2 separate regions of the Gossypium arboreum genome follow, and region 1 is linked to region 2. Evidence: chromatin contacts called from public Hi-C data. All regions are on one chromosome and are shown on one strand. The core of a region is the stretch at or near the end of the contact, and the rest is flanking DNA. Distances in the headings are between cores, read along the strand shown.

Region 1 (6,943 bases), core at 1,186-3,685, 280 kb after region 2:
TGAAAATCCTTTTCTTTTCCAGAAAATGAAATTCTTCTTAATAGCAGGAATAATCATCTGCTAATTTACAACTCTTTCCTTGCATTCTTCTCTCTCCATATGGCCATTTAGTTTAAAGTTCAATCTTTAGAGATTCCAAAGTGATGTAGAAAGTGCAAGCAATCAGAATCTCAAGTTATGATAAATTGCAGTCAAAGCAACCCTTGGAAACTGGCATTTAAAGAAGATGAAGCATTCAATCCATCTTTGTATCTTCAAAGTCAGTTTATTTGAGATAAAACTTAAGTTAAATAAAAAAAAAAAAAAACCATTTCCCAGAACACTCTCAAATCTATCTTCAGATTAATCAGTACTCCAAGCTCTACATTTTACTATTTATTAAGCATGTTGAACAAGAATATAAATGCAAGTACAAGGATAGTAAAAAAAATGGAACATGAAAAGGTCCAAAAATTTGATATGGAACCCTTTGGATAATTGATGAATAGTTCTATGCAGCTTATATTGAATCAAATTATTGTATTACCTTTGCTTTTATTCCATGGCTTGTAGTAGATCACAAGAAATTTTATGCACCTGAACCATGTATGTCTATGGAAGAGTTGGAGAATCATCTTCAGCATAGTATGAGCTGCTAAAACCCTTCTTGCTCGAGTTTTTGATGAAACAACAACAAATTCATCTTCATCAGTATTCCCAAGAAATGCTATTTTCTTGTTAGAACTCGATAAATATTAGCTGATAGCATAACAATGGACATGAAAATGGTAATCGAACACCAAACGATTTGGCAAGGGTGGTTATGGTGTATCCAATATTGATTGACATTCACCATCCGAGGCTTCCATAGTGTACGATCTGCAACTGAAATAGAAAACCGTACTCATCATGGAATCCATGAGCACCACAAACGAATACATTATTACCAACAGAGGCCCTTCCCAGATCCTAGAAGACCCATCTCCATCACTTAATACTTTTACTCTATGTTCAAACAACCCTTCCACAAATGCTAAACCAATTGTAGAGCCAAGAAATATCAAGAGACCAACTTGAGTCTGCCCCTTGATAAGAACACCGGCCCGAAGCATTGCCTGCGGTCCCGAAACTTCCTCCAACACGCAGATTACAATCCCGATATTGCAAACAACAATGGCATACGCGAAGACAACCGAGAACACTAGCCCCATCATTATCACCACGTACACAATCAAGTCAGGTGTAAAGCCAACAACAGAAAGTAAGCTACATGCCACAACAAGGAAAACAAAGAAAGTGGTCACACAAGCAACAATAACCATACACATCCACATATATGTGCAAATGAGCCGCCTCCAAAACTTTAGGATTATCGTGAAAAACTTTGAAGCATCGGCCGGTTTCCTTGAGTAGGTACAATCTACACAATAAACCACCGCAGCCTTGGATAACAAAGACAATGTGATGAACAAAGGGAAGCACATTGCGGAGGAAACAGCCGACTCGGCGAACCTTTGTGACGACTGTTGGATGAAAGGCTTCAATGGGAGTCCACAGGTTTTGGCAACTAACAAAAGCCTAACAGTTAATCTCTTCACAATGGAATGATCAACTAACAAATTAGACATAAAGACCGCAGATACAGGGCAAATTAACAAAACTGCAATGATAAAAAAACTGGACGAATTGTACCGTAAAATCCTAACAGTTTCTCTTAAGATCTCTAATGCATTCATCGAATGGAATTGGTAGTTATCATCACTAACATCATAGGATGATTCTAGCTCAAAACTTTCTTCATGGGTTTCCTTAGATCCTTCTTTCTCTAAATGATCTGATCTCATTCGTACGCTACCAGGTTCCATTTTCGTTAATCAAAACCCAGAAAAGATATCGACCCCAGCAGCTAAATAAACACAGGAAATTATATAAAACAGAAGTGTAAATCAGATCTGAAAGTGCTTGACCCACCTTTGTAATCCCCGAGAAGTTCACGAAGAAAACACAGTGAAAGTGAAAAGCATGAAGATTGTGGGATTGGAGGGAAATTCTCGAGTGTTAAAAAAAAAAAAGTCTTTTATGGAAGAAGAAGAAAAGAAAGATTGGTTATTAAAAAAAAAAAACGTACGAATTTGGATGTTATAGCATTGACATCGCAAAACAAAGGGAATGTCTGAAGAAGTTAGCTGCCATTTTTTGAGGTGCTATGCCATCGTGCCGGCGTTCGTTAGTCTGTAACGGATTGAAAATGGGCTTTGCTTTTTTGTGTTTCGGGGTTTTCAAGATTGGGAAATAGTTGTCAACACTGGACATGGAGGAAATCAAATTCAACAGGTGACTGCCATTTTTGGAATTTCCGGCCAAAATCTTTTACAAAATTGGGATTTTCTTTATAAAAACCAATTGGGCTTTTGATTGATTAAACTAGGATAAACTACACTATACTCATTTTAAAATAGAATTTATTTTATTTTAATTATTTTAATTTAACCACTTTAATTAAATAGGCTCACGTGGTTAACTCATTGAGAGTAATTGAATTTTAGGATCTCTATATATTAAACTTTGATCAAATTAAGAAGATTTTGGTTCCCAGTGCTGCTGACAAAAATTAAGGCGTCTAAAAGCTGGAAGCTCGACTTGAAGAAGTGTACACCTGCGCAGCTCAAAACCATCCAAGGTGAAGAAGCTTCTTCAACATTTGCACACACACACACACACACACACACACATGCATATCTCATTGCCTGATCTGCTTAATGAAAGCATGGATGAAGTCAAGTAATTGTTATGAGAATGATGATTAATACAGATTTCAGGACGTAATACTTAAGTTCCCTAAATAGAGCTGCAGTGGAGATGGGTACGTGGGGGAGTTTGGGTGGCTTTGACTCTGCCTCAGGTGAGGATAAGTGATAGGAGGCTTGAAGATGCTATATGGTGATGGTTGTTGTTAAGCAGTAGGAAAAAAAAAAAAGAGAGAGAAGTCCCAAAATATATATATATATATCACCTTTCTATTATTCAATGGGTTAATGTCTCACCATAGTAATTCATTAATGAATTATTAAAATTTGTAAAGACAATGATTACTTCGAATAAGAGTAACTAAAATAGGAGGGTTTTATATAAATAATATAAAAAATTAATTAATTATGAAAATAAATTGGAGGACAAATTATTTATGAAAATATGTTGGTTGTTACAGTACCCGTTGGTGCAGCCTGATACATTTTGGCGGTACCACCCTCTCTTTTTAGCCAATCATTATGTTATCATGTGTTTTAAAGAAAAACATAATTTTTTATTGGTACATCCATTGTGTCACGTAACATTGATACATATTTTTCTAAAATATCCATGAAAATATGAGTATACATGGTGAAATAAAACAAAAAAAATAATTTTTTAATGGAGTCACCAATCTGTCAGGAAGCATGATGAATTTAAAAAAAAAACAGTGTTACACAAAAAGTTGAGACAAGAAAAAAATATTTTTTAATGGGTGCCATCGGTGTGTCAAGCAACACCAATGAATTTAAAAAAGAAAACGGTGTCCAAAAAAAGTTGAGACAGTAAAAAAATATTTTTTAATTTGTGTCGTTGGTGTATCAGGTGGCACCACTGATAATTTTAAAATAAAAATTATTTTTTAATGGGTGCTACTGATGTATCAGGCAACACTAATAATTTTAAAAAATATACATTTTTTAATAGGTGTCGTTGGTGTGTTTGGCGACACCATTGATAATTTTAAAAAATATATTTTATATGAGTGTCGTCGGTGTGTCAAATGACGCTTGTACATTTAAAAAAAAAAGGCTATTAGGGGAAAAAAAAAGGAAAATCGAAAAAAATAATTTATTAGTGGTGCTGCTAACATGTTAGGTGACACTAATAGTTCCGCGATACCATCAAATGTTACCAACTAGTATTTATACCCAACCCCCCAACCAATTCGGTAGAAGTTTTGGGTTTCTGTTTAAGTTTTTTGTTTGAGTTGAAGTTTTTGCTTTCTGTTAAAGAGAAGAAAAAAGAATGGAAAGATTTATGTTTAGTAGAAAGGGAGAAAGCAGAAAACAAAAGAAGAAAGATTTGTGTTTTAGAGTTCAAAAATCAAGTTCGAGTTTATAAAGTTAGTTTGTAATTATTTGTATGTAAATATATTTTTCAGTAGGATCTAATATTTTTTAATTAAAAGCTATTTTTTTAAAATTTATTTTATCCTGCATGCCTCAATCATCTACTGGTAGACCACGAGGATTTCAGACTTCCCGATACTCGGACAAGTAAAACATTTGAAAATAAAGCAAACTTGTTAGAACACATTTTCATAAAAAAATTTCTTGATGGAAATTTTAAATTTTTTTACCTATTTACAAATGGGAACACATGTGGCTGATGACTCACTGATACTAGAAATGACATCCTGTACAGTGCCTAGGACTGTAGCATTATTAGGCACCCATCTATATCTTGTGTATAGTGCTTTGCTGCCCGAAAAAGCTTACAATATAATGTTGCTAATACTGTTGATCCCTAACTGTATGAACATGCAGCTTGCAAATCAGCCAATAGAGACAAGTACATCATGTGGACTTTACTATTTACGTCTGGCATAAATACTCCTTATCAGCTGCTCAATTGCAGTATATACGCTCGAGCAACGCACATATTCTCCAACTCAGTGGCACTACTCGATAAGGTTTTGAAATTTTCCTTTAACTAGGAAAATTTCAAATTGGTAAACCTAGCTTCACCATCAACTGGCGAGCGTCCAAGCAATAAATAGTAGAGTGCCACAGGTTCGAACACTTTACTTGAACCTATGACTGCATCATTGTCAATTAGGAGCCTGAGTTTGTAATGCCCTGAATAATTTATTTCTGTTTTTGTAAATCTTGACACAAATATGTATTTGCTTTAGTGTTTAGGTGTTTTAGGTGTGTGTGTGAGGTCTTGGGTTTAAGTCCCACTTTTGGCAAATTCTGGTATTTTTTATCCTAGCCTTATCCCTGTGGGGTAGGCTTATGCAATATTGTTTGTGTAACACCCCAAACCCGTGACCGTCACCGGATTTGACCACAAGGTGTTACCGGGCTTACTTTACTTATTCCTCTCTTGGAAATTTTTTTTTTTCCTTTTTCTGTTCCAGGCAGGCTAGTTAACTGCGTCACTGCCACCTTAAAAATCATATCTCGAGTTCCAGAACTCGAAAACCAAATCCGTAAATTTTCCCTGAATTTAGACTCATATATCCATCCATGGATTTATTTCTAGAATTTTTGGTTGGGCCAATTGGTACAGTTTATTAGTTAAAGTCACCCCTGTTTCAGGGTTCGACTATACTGACCTTTGCACATTACGACCTAGATATCATCTCGTACAGAGCTCTAATGCTCATGCCATTTGTTTCTAATGAAACTAGACTCAAAGGGGAATCTATGCATATAAGGCATGACTTCTAATTGTTTCTGGATAATTTATGGTAAATTTTCAAAGTCGAAATAGAGGATCCAGAAACTGTTCTGGCCCTGTCTCACGAAATCTTGAATATCTCTCAAAATACAGCTCATATGGTCGTTTTGTTTCATCCATATGAAAATAGACCCATCAAGCTTCGAGTACATAATTTTCTTAGCAATTAATTCCACTTCTACTATTTTTGGTGATTTTTCGATCTCATATCACTGCTGCTGTCCGCAACAGTTACGGCAGTAGACTATGCCAATTTCATGAATCTTTCCTTGGCCTTACTAATCATTCATCATACATGGCACAACTATGGCCACCTTATCAAAATTAAGGTTTCTAAGACCCGTGGCTATAGGTTCTAGCATCCCACTCAAACGACCACATAGGCCATTTTCACATGGCTTAAAGTTTACAACCCAAAATTCAACAAAACAAAATAGCCTATACATGCCAAACGTTCTCCTAGTTCAACTACGAAGACAATACCAAAAGATTTCCAGCCGGTGTGATGACTTCAACGACGGTTCCGAGCACGCAAACGAGACGAATCCAAGGGACCTAAAATGGGTGACAAGAAAACACCGAGTGAGTTTATAACTCAGTAAGTCATAAGCATTCCACGACCATCCATTACTAAAATTATCATAAAATGAAATAATGAAACAAGGCCAAGTGTTCCAGCCATACCGAACTATACCATAGTTCCTTAGACCTTTCGGATCAATCTCATACCAAGTCATACATTTATATTTCATATACCATTTAATAGGATATTTGAAGCAATTTACATACATCATTTTATTTCCGCAACAATCATGCAATTGAAATCATCACATAGATTTAAAACTTACCAACTCAACCCCGAGCATGAACATAGCATCTATTAGCCATGAACTCAATGTGCTTACTCTTTCCGCTGTCCAAACTCAACTCGATAAAATCACACCTCCATATAAATATTCAATCGATAGAACATACATATTAAATTCGCACACGTAGTGCTTAATAAACGATCTCGCACACTTAGTGCCATGCGATTTAAGCTCGCACACATAGTGCCATATAATTTAAGTTTGCACACTTAGTGCCATATAATTTAAGTTCGCACACTTAGTGCCATATAATTTAAGTTCGCACACTTAGTGCCATACCTTCCAAGCCCGCACACTTAGTGCCAATCTTGTCACCGTGCCCATTTATTGCCCGCACACTTAGTGCCGAGACCAAACGCTCTCACGCAAGTTACTACTTTTATACATTCAGCAATGTCATCATTCCATACACACACATTTTATATACACACCATCTCATTAAACACAATTTGCATGGATATTATGACCATTTAAATCAATACCGAATACATGCTTAATGACTTACCTCGGATGTTGTCGAACGCCTTCAACGGCTATTCAATTACTTTTTCTTTCCCTTGTCCAACTTTGACCCTTTAAGCTCTTGAGCTAAATCAAACAAATTTACTTCTCAATCA
Region 2 (7,025 bases), core at 2,674-5,173:
TGTGGATTTCAAATCAAAATCTATCTATTCATAATGTCATGATTAGTCTCCAATTATAATTAACATGATATAATAAATAAATCATAGTAAAATATACCAGAGATTCTTTAATATCATCGTTATCACCTTGACTGAGTGGTTAAAGGCTCTAAAGATTATCCATAGTGCGCAGGCCCCAATTGAAATAGCAGCAACTCTAGTAGGTAATTGACAATAGCAAATTTTAAGATATTTTTGTGACTTTTGGAGAAAAAACAATTAAAAGAGAATCGTGCTGATAATGTGTTATGAAATAAAGGACAGAGAATAAAGAACAAAGAGAATGAGAGCGCAAAAAGAGAGCGTATTTTATTAATCAATGGGGATATATACAAAACTTCTCCAAAGTCTCTATTTATAGGTATAAGAAGTATAAATGAAGTAGAGATCTACTTCTAACGACTATTAGAATTTAAAGTACATCAAAACTTATCTTGATCTTGATGGACATCCACTTAATAAGATATTCATAACAATAATTAAATTATACTTATTTTTCTTAGACCTACTCTTGGGCTCGCTCATTGGCTAGGCCACTCGTCCAAGCTCGAAGACCTATTTGAAAAATGGGAGGGTTTAAACAAAATACGATGCCCAAAAAATGGGCTTGGGTAAAACTTAAAGCCCGTTTTCTATGAGTTGAGCCTTGGACAATATTTTTTGGCTTGAACATAACCCTATATTATGTTATAAAAATATTTATATTAATTATATATATTTATATTAAATCACTAGCCTAATAACAATTAAATTCGTTACCCAAAACCTAAAAAATACTTAACCGACTAAATAACCCAATCCAAAATATAAAATTTTAAAATATATTTAATACAACAAAATATTTATTATACTTATGATACTGTTTTTTAATATAAATACTTTTTAATATATTTATTAATGTGTTAGAAAACTTTTATTTTATCATTTTTAGTGCACTTAATGTATTATATTTTTAAAAATTTATTTCTAAATAAAAATAATCTAAAAAATCAAATATGGGTGCGCCGGGTTGGACTCGAGGTTTACCTTTCTTAATTTGGGTCGAACTTGGACAAAAAGTAAGCCTATTTTTTGGGTCGTGTCAAGCTAGACCAGATCCGAACTTAAAAAATTGATCTAGATACCTTGCATGAGCTCATCCCATGAGCACCTCTAACTTAACTCCTAATACTTAGATATTACAATTATTTTTTGATAAATTTAACCTAATAATATTTTCTACTATTTCACTTACTATAAATAACATTCATTATAATTATTAATAAACTAATTTCAAACCTTGCATGGATATTTTAGAAATTAACAATATATTCAATATATTTCACAAGTATATTAATAAACCAACAGTTAATATATTTCCCAATATATTCAACATGTTTACAAAAAAAAATTTAAAATTACTAAACCATAATCATATTAAATTATTTTATTAACATACATACATGCATTTTCATTTTTTTAATAAAACTTTCGTCAAATAGATAATCAATATAACAAAAAATTTGTTAACTATAATTAACATATTATATAGCAAAATTATGATTCATGGATAACTTACAAATTCTATTTGAGTATTACAAAATCTTGAAAAACAAAAATAATAACCAATTAATTAATTAGTGCTAATAAAAATAATATTACTATCGAATTATTCCTAATTTAAATTAGAGATCTTACCTTAAATCGCTAGATTTTTGAACCTTTTCTCAATTTAATTTGGAAAAATTTTTGAGTTTTTTTTTAAAGGGTGTGGGATGATTTAGGGATATATATAGTGGTTTAGGGTGTGATTTAATGTTGGATTAGTTGGGGGTTTAGGGGTGTTTGACGGTGGGGAATGGAGGTTTAGGGCCGAAGATCCTGCCAAGTATAGAGAAATCTTTGCACTTTTGGGGAGGCCCAAACCGCCATCTGCCTCCTAAACCTCTGATTCCCATACCCAAATCGTTATCAACAAACTCAATTTACGACATAGAGTTTTGCAATTATTCTTCATTGTTTATTTCATATTATTTGGGTAAATTTAAATTGGATTTATATCATTGTAATAAAAATATTATTTTAGTATAAAATCAGAAAAGATAGAAGCAAAAGAGAAAAGATTTCAGAGCATTGGAGTGTCTCAACGGGGTTGAATACTTAATCAAAGGTGTCTAAAGATAAAAAATTGACATGATTATATAATTATTTGAAATTGAGGGAATATTGAATATAAACATAAGCTATTTTTATCTGTTTAATGTACGGATTATTTATGTATATTAATTAAATTAATTTTTAATTAAAATTTTAAAAATTAATATGATTAAAAGTTTATAATACTTTATAAATAATATGATTAAAAATGTAAACACAATAATATATATGTTTAATTTAAAATCTAAGTACCTAGTATTTGAATGATTTTCATTCCATGGGGATGGGGATTTAAATTTTATAGAAGTAATAAAAACAGATGAAAAAAAATGGCACTTTACATATTAAAACCTACAAATTAAAGAGAAAAAATTTATAACTAATAGAATTTATTCTAAAACTAAATAGAATTAGTTTTAAAAATAAAATATAGTTGATTTTAAAATTAAATTAATTCTAAAATAAATGAATTGTGAATTTTAATATTTTAAAATGTTGATTAATGTGACTCATCACCTATTGCATGAAAATTCTAGTTTATGGAAAGCAAAAAAACAGTAGGGAGTAGGGGGAAACTGTGAAAGATGTGGTCCAAAAGTACACATATAGTTACTAATCATATTGTCACATCACCATATTCCAACATTTGGGTTTTTAATCCTTGAAATTTTCTTACCCCAAAGAAAGTGCATGAATTGCCCCTCCACTCCCTGATGTGGCGAAAGGGAAGCTAAGCAGGTTGAAATTAATGCTTAATCACTAAAATGTTTGAGTTTAATCAAATTTTAATTTTAAAATTGACAATAATTTTTAAAAAATCAATTATTATTTTAAATTAACCAACTAATCAGAATAAATCTGAAAAAAAATCCACATGAAACACTCAAACTTTAAAACTCATATATTGAAAATTAAAACTTTACAACTCTATATAAGCTAATTAAAAAACTAATTAAGATCATAAATTATCATTTAATCTTAATTGTAATAAAACCCTTTTTTATGGGAAAAATAAAAAGCTAAATAAGAAGAGACAAAAGAAAAGCAATTAGTTGTGTTGCTATCTATGAAGTAGATAAGAGATTGTTATCAACCTTTTTTACATCAAGTTTTTAGAATTTATGTCTTAAATTTAAAACAGAATTATTTTTCTTTCACTATCTAAAATATAAAATTTTATCTAAATTATTTATTTTATAAAATGTAACTCAAACCCTCATGTTTATTTTTATTATTTTAATAATAATTTTATATGTTATTTATTAAAGTTTTAAATATAGACAATTTATTCTAATATTATATATTATAGGTAGATTTAAGTTGCATAGTGTATAAAAATAAATAATATATTATAATATTAAAATAAATTTATTTGGACCATTGAATATTAAAATGTAAATGGGTCCCCATTATTCAAGCTTATTTAAATATCAAATTCAGCCAAATAACCCACATTTGAACAATTTTAATATAAAAATATATATACACAAATTACTGCATCTGGGTACCAACACTTCTCCAAAGTAATGCTAAAATCATGAGAAAAGAAAGAACTTGACTAATCACTAATTCAAAGTCCAATCACAATCTATCAGCTACAATTACATTTTATTAACAGTTTTTCACTTTATTTGACTTCAGAAAAAGATATGCAAAGGAAAAAAAAAAATCTGTAATAAAAGTTTTTTTTAATTTTTATTTTTGAGAATGTCATAAAAGTTAGTAGGAGAAGGGGATAAACTAGAGTAGGCTAATGTGTTAATTGATAGGAGGTAGTCAAATGGATCATTTAAAGGTATAATATTATGAGTAGCATAAACAACATCTGCTGCGATGCTCTTTGACACAGAGCTGTACAAATGCCAAATAGGCTTTTACCCTTTCTTTGCTCTGCTTCTTTTCACTTTCTTTTCTAATCCAAACCCCTGGTTGGCCCCTTTTCTGTCTTTGAATTTCATCACCACCATCATCATCATCATCATCAAAAACTTAAAAAACCCATTGTCTCTCTCTCTCTCTCTCTCTCTCTCTCTCTCTCTCTGTGAAATAACTGCAGTTTCAAAGTGTTGCCTTTTTTTGTGTTGCCTTTTTTTTTTTCTTCTTTCATAAACCAAGCAATGGAGAAATCAGAGGAGCACCATGGCAGCAAGGAATGCAGTGGTAAAACCAGGGCTTTCAAGGGCATAAACAACAGCCCTCATAAGCATCATTACTACCACCACCACCATCCATGGTTGCAATACTCAGGTCACTATGGCTTCTTTAACCAAAACCAGTTCCAAAGCTACTCTTACTATCCTTCTTTGCTTCCTTTACCTCCTCCAATACCTTTGCAACTGGCTTTACCTCCACCTCTCCCGCAGAATCATACCTTTCAACCAAAAACCCATTTGCAGCAACTTTCAATCTCTAATACCAAATTCCCAGTTCCTTCTATGACACCAGGTGACTCGAATATTTAGTTTCTTCCTCTGTTCATATTTCTTCTGCATGTCTATCATTGTTATATGCAAAAATGAAAATTTTATAGCTGGAAATGATATAGTATCTTGCTGATTCTTATATTAAAAACCCTTGGAGTTCATTCATTATAACAGTTTCAAGTAGTCTTCAAGCTTATATTGTATTTGTATTCAAGTTCCTTAACTTGTCTCTTTCAACAAATCTAAGCAGCTCAAGAGGGGCTTCAATGGAGAAAAAGTCTGCCATCTAAAGCAAGTGATGGAATAAAGATGAGGAATGCTACAAAGGAAGCACTGGTGGCTGCAAGGAGACCAGATTCTGGTGGTGTAGAAGGGCCTGTAATCTCTCTCCTTGCCAACCATTTCCTAGTAAAATTTGATCCTTCTCTAAAAGTTTACCATTATAATGTTGAGATATCCCCTCATCCCTCCAAGGAGGTTGCTAGGATGATCAAGCAGAAACTGGTTGAAAGCAACTCAGGTTTGCTTTGTGGTGCTCATCCAGCCTATGATGGTAGGAAGAATTTTTATAGCCCCGTTGAATTCCAAAATGGTAAGCTTGAGTTCTTTGTTAGTCTCCCGATCCCCACTGCGAATACAGGTTCGCCTTTCGGGGAATGGAATGGCTTTCAACAAAAACAGAATCAGCTCAAAGTGTTTAGAATCAATATCAGGGCTGTTTCCAATTTTGATGGAAAGGATTTGAGTAGTTACTTGAGCAATGAAAGTGATGATTGGATCCCACTTCCTCAAGATTATCTCCATGCTTTGGATGTTGTTCTTAGGGAGAGTCCAATGGAGAAATGTATATGTGTAGGGAGGTCATTTTATTCAAGTTCCACGGGAGGTACTAAGGAAATAGGAGGAGGAGCTATTGGATGGAGAGGTTTCTTTCAGAGTCTTCGACCGACGCAACAAGGACTCGCTCTCAATGTTGATTCCTCGATCACCGTCTTCCATGAGAGTATCGGAGTAATCCCTTACTTGCAGAAGCGGATCGACTTTCTTCGAGACCTTACTCAAAGGAAGACAAGGAGTTTAAGTGATGATGAAAGGAAGGAAGTGGAGAAAGCATTGAGAAATATCAGGGTCTTTGTTTGCCATAGAGAAACAGTCCAAAGATATAGAGTTTATGGCTTAACTGAAGAAGCCACTGAAAACCTTTACTTTGCAGATAGGGATGGAAAGAATTTGAAGCTTATTGGTTACTTTAAAGATCACTACAATTATAATATACAATTCAGGAATTTGCCATGCTTGCAGATCAGTAGGAGCAAACCATGCTATCTTCCAATGGAGCTTTGTATGATTTGTGAAGGCCAGAAATTTCTGGGGAAGCTTTCTGATGATCAGACTGCAAGGATTCTTAAAATGGGTTGCCAAAGACCAAAAGAACGAAAAGCCATGATTGATGGAATCGTGAGGGGACCTGCAGGGCCTACAAGGTAAATGCTATTGTGTGTGTGTGTGTGTGTGTTTTTATAACTGTTTTCAGTATTTTTCGCATTGTATGCTTCTAAGCATTTGCACATTTTCTTGACAGTGGCAACCAAGCTGAAGAATTCAAGCTCCATGTTTCGAAAGAAATGAGTCGGTTGAATGGGAGGATTCTTCAACCTCCTAAGCTTAAGCTCGGTGATGGTGGACACGTAAGAGATATTACTCCTTCCCGCCGTGACCGGCAGTGGAACCTTCTCAACAGCCATGTCTTTCAGGGAACACGGATTGAACGTTGGGCACTTTTAAGTTTTGGGGGCACTCAAGAACAAAAGTCTAACCTTCCTAAATTCATAAACCAGCTATCTCAAAGGTGTGAGCAGCTTGGTATCTTCCTTTGCAAAAGCACAGTTGTTAGCCCCCAATTTGAACCAACACAGGTGCTTAATAATGTGACACTTCTGGAATCTAAGCTCAAGAAAATTCATAGAGCTGCCTCAAACAATCTCCAACTGCTCATATGTATAATGGAGAAAAAGCACAAAGGGTACGCTGATTTGAAACGAATAGCCGAGACAAGTGTAGGAGTTGTGAGCCAGTGCTGCTTATACCCGAACCTCGGGAAATTGAGTTCACAATTTCTGGCAAATTTAGCCCTTAAGATTAATGCCAAAGTTGGAGGTTCCACTGTTGCTTTGTACAATTCATTACCTTCTCAGATTCCACGACTTTTCAGGCTTGATGAGCCTGTGATCTTTATCGGTGCTGACGTGACTCATCCTCACCCGCTTGATGATTCCAGCCCATCGGTTGCTGGTGTGGTTGGTAGCATGAACTGGCCTGCAGCAAACAAGTATGTATCGAGGATGAGATCACAAACACATCGGCAAGAAATCATTCAGGATCTTGCTGCAATGGTAGAAGAACTACTGGATGACTTCTACCAAGAAG

The links. A called contact is a pair of places that touch in the nucleus more often than the background predicts.
Region 1: a Hi-C map of leaf shows a contact between it and region 2, with 4 times the contacts expected there. The contact joins the promoter of LOC108461960 here to the promoter of LOC108461797 in region 2. A contact is called at or near these places in 2 of 5 Hi-C or Micro-C datasets (both in leaf).

Annotation. Positions count from the first base shown.
Region 1 is chr13:27,724,958-27,731,900 of ASM2569848v2, forward strand. It overlaps LOC108461960, which reads right to left and starts at 2,436. Exons shown (of 2, transcript XM_017761956.2): 1 at 2,108-2,436; 2 at 311-1,885. The coding sequence starts at 1,844. The coding sequence ends at 801.
Region 2 is chr13:27,443,154-27,450,178 of ASM2569848v2, forward strand. It overlaps LOC108461797 (protein argonaute 7-like), which reads left to right and starts at 3,924. Exons shown (of 3, transcript XM_017761731.2): 1 at 3,924-4,620; 2 at 4,849-6,082; 3 at 6,181-7,025. The coding sequence starts at 4,293.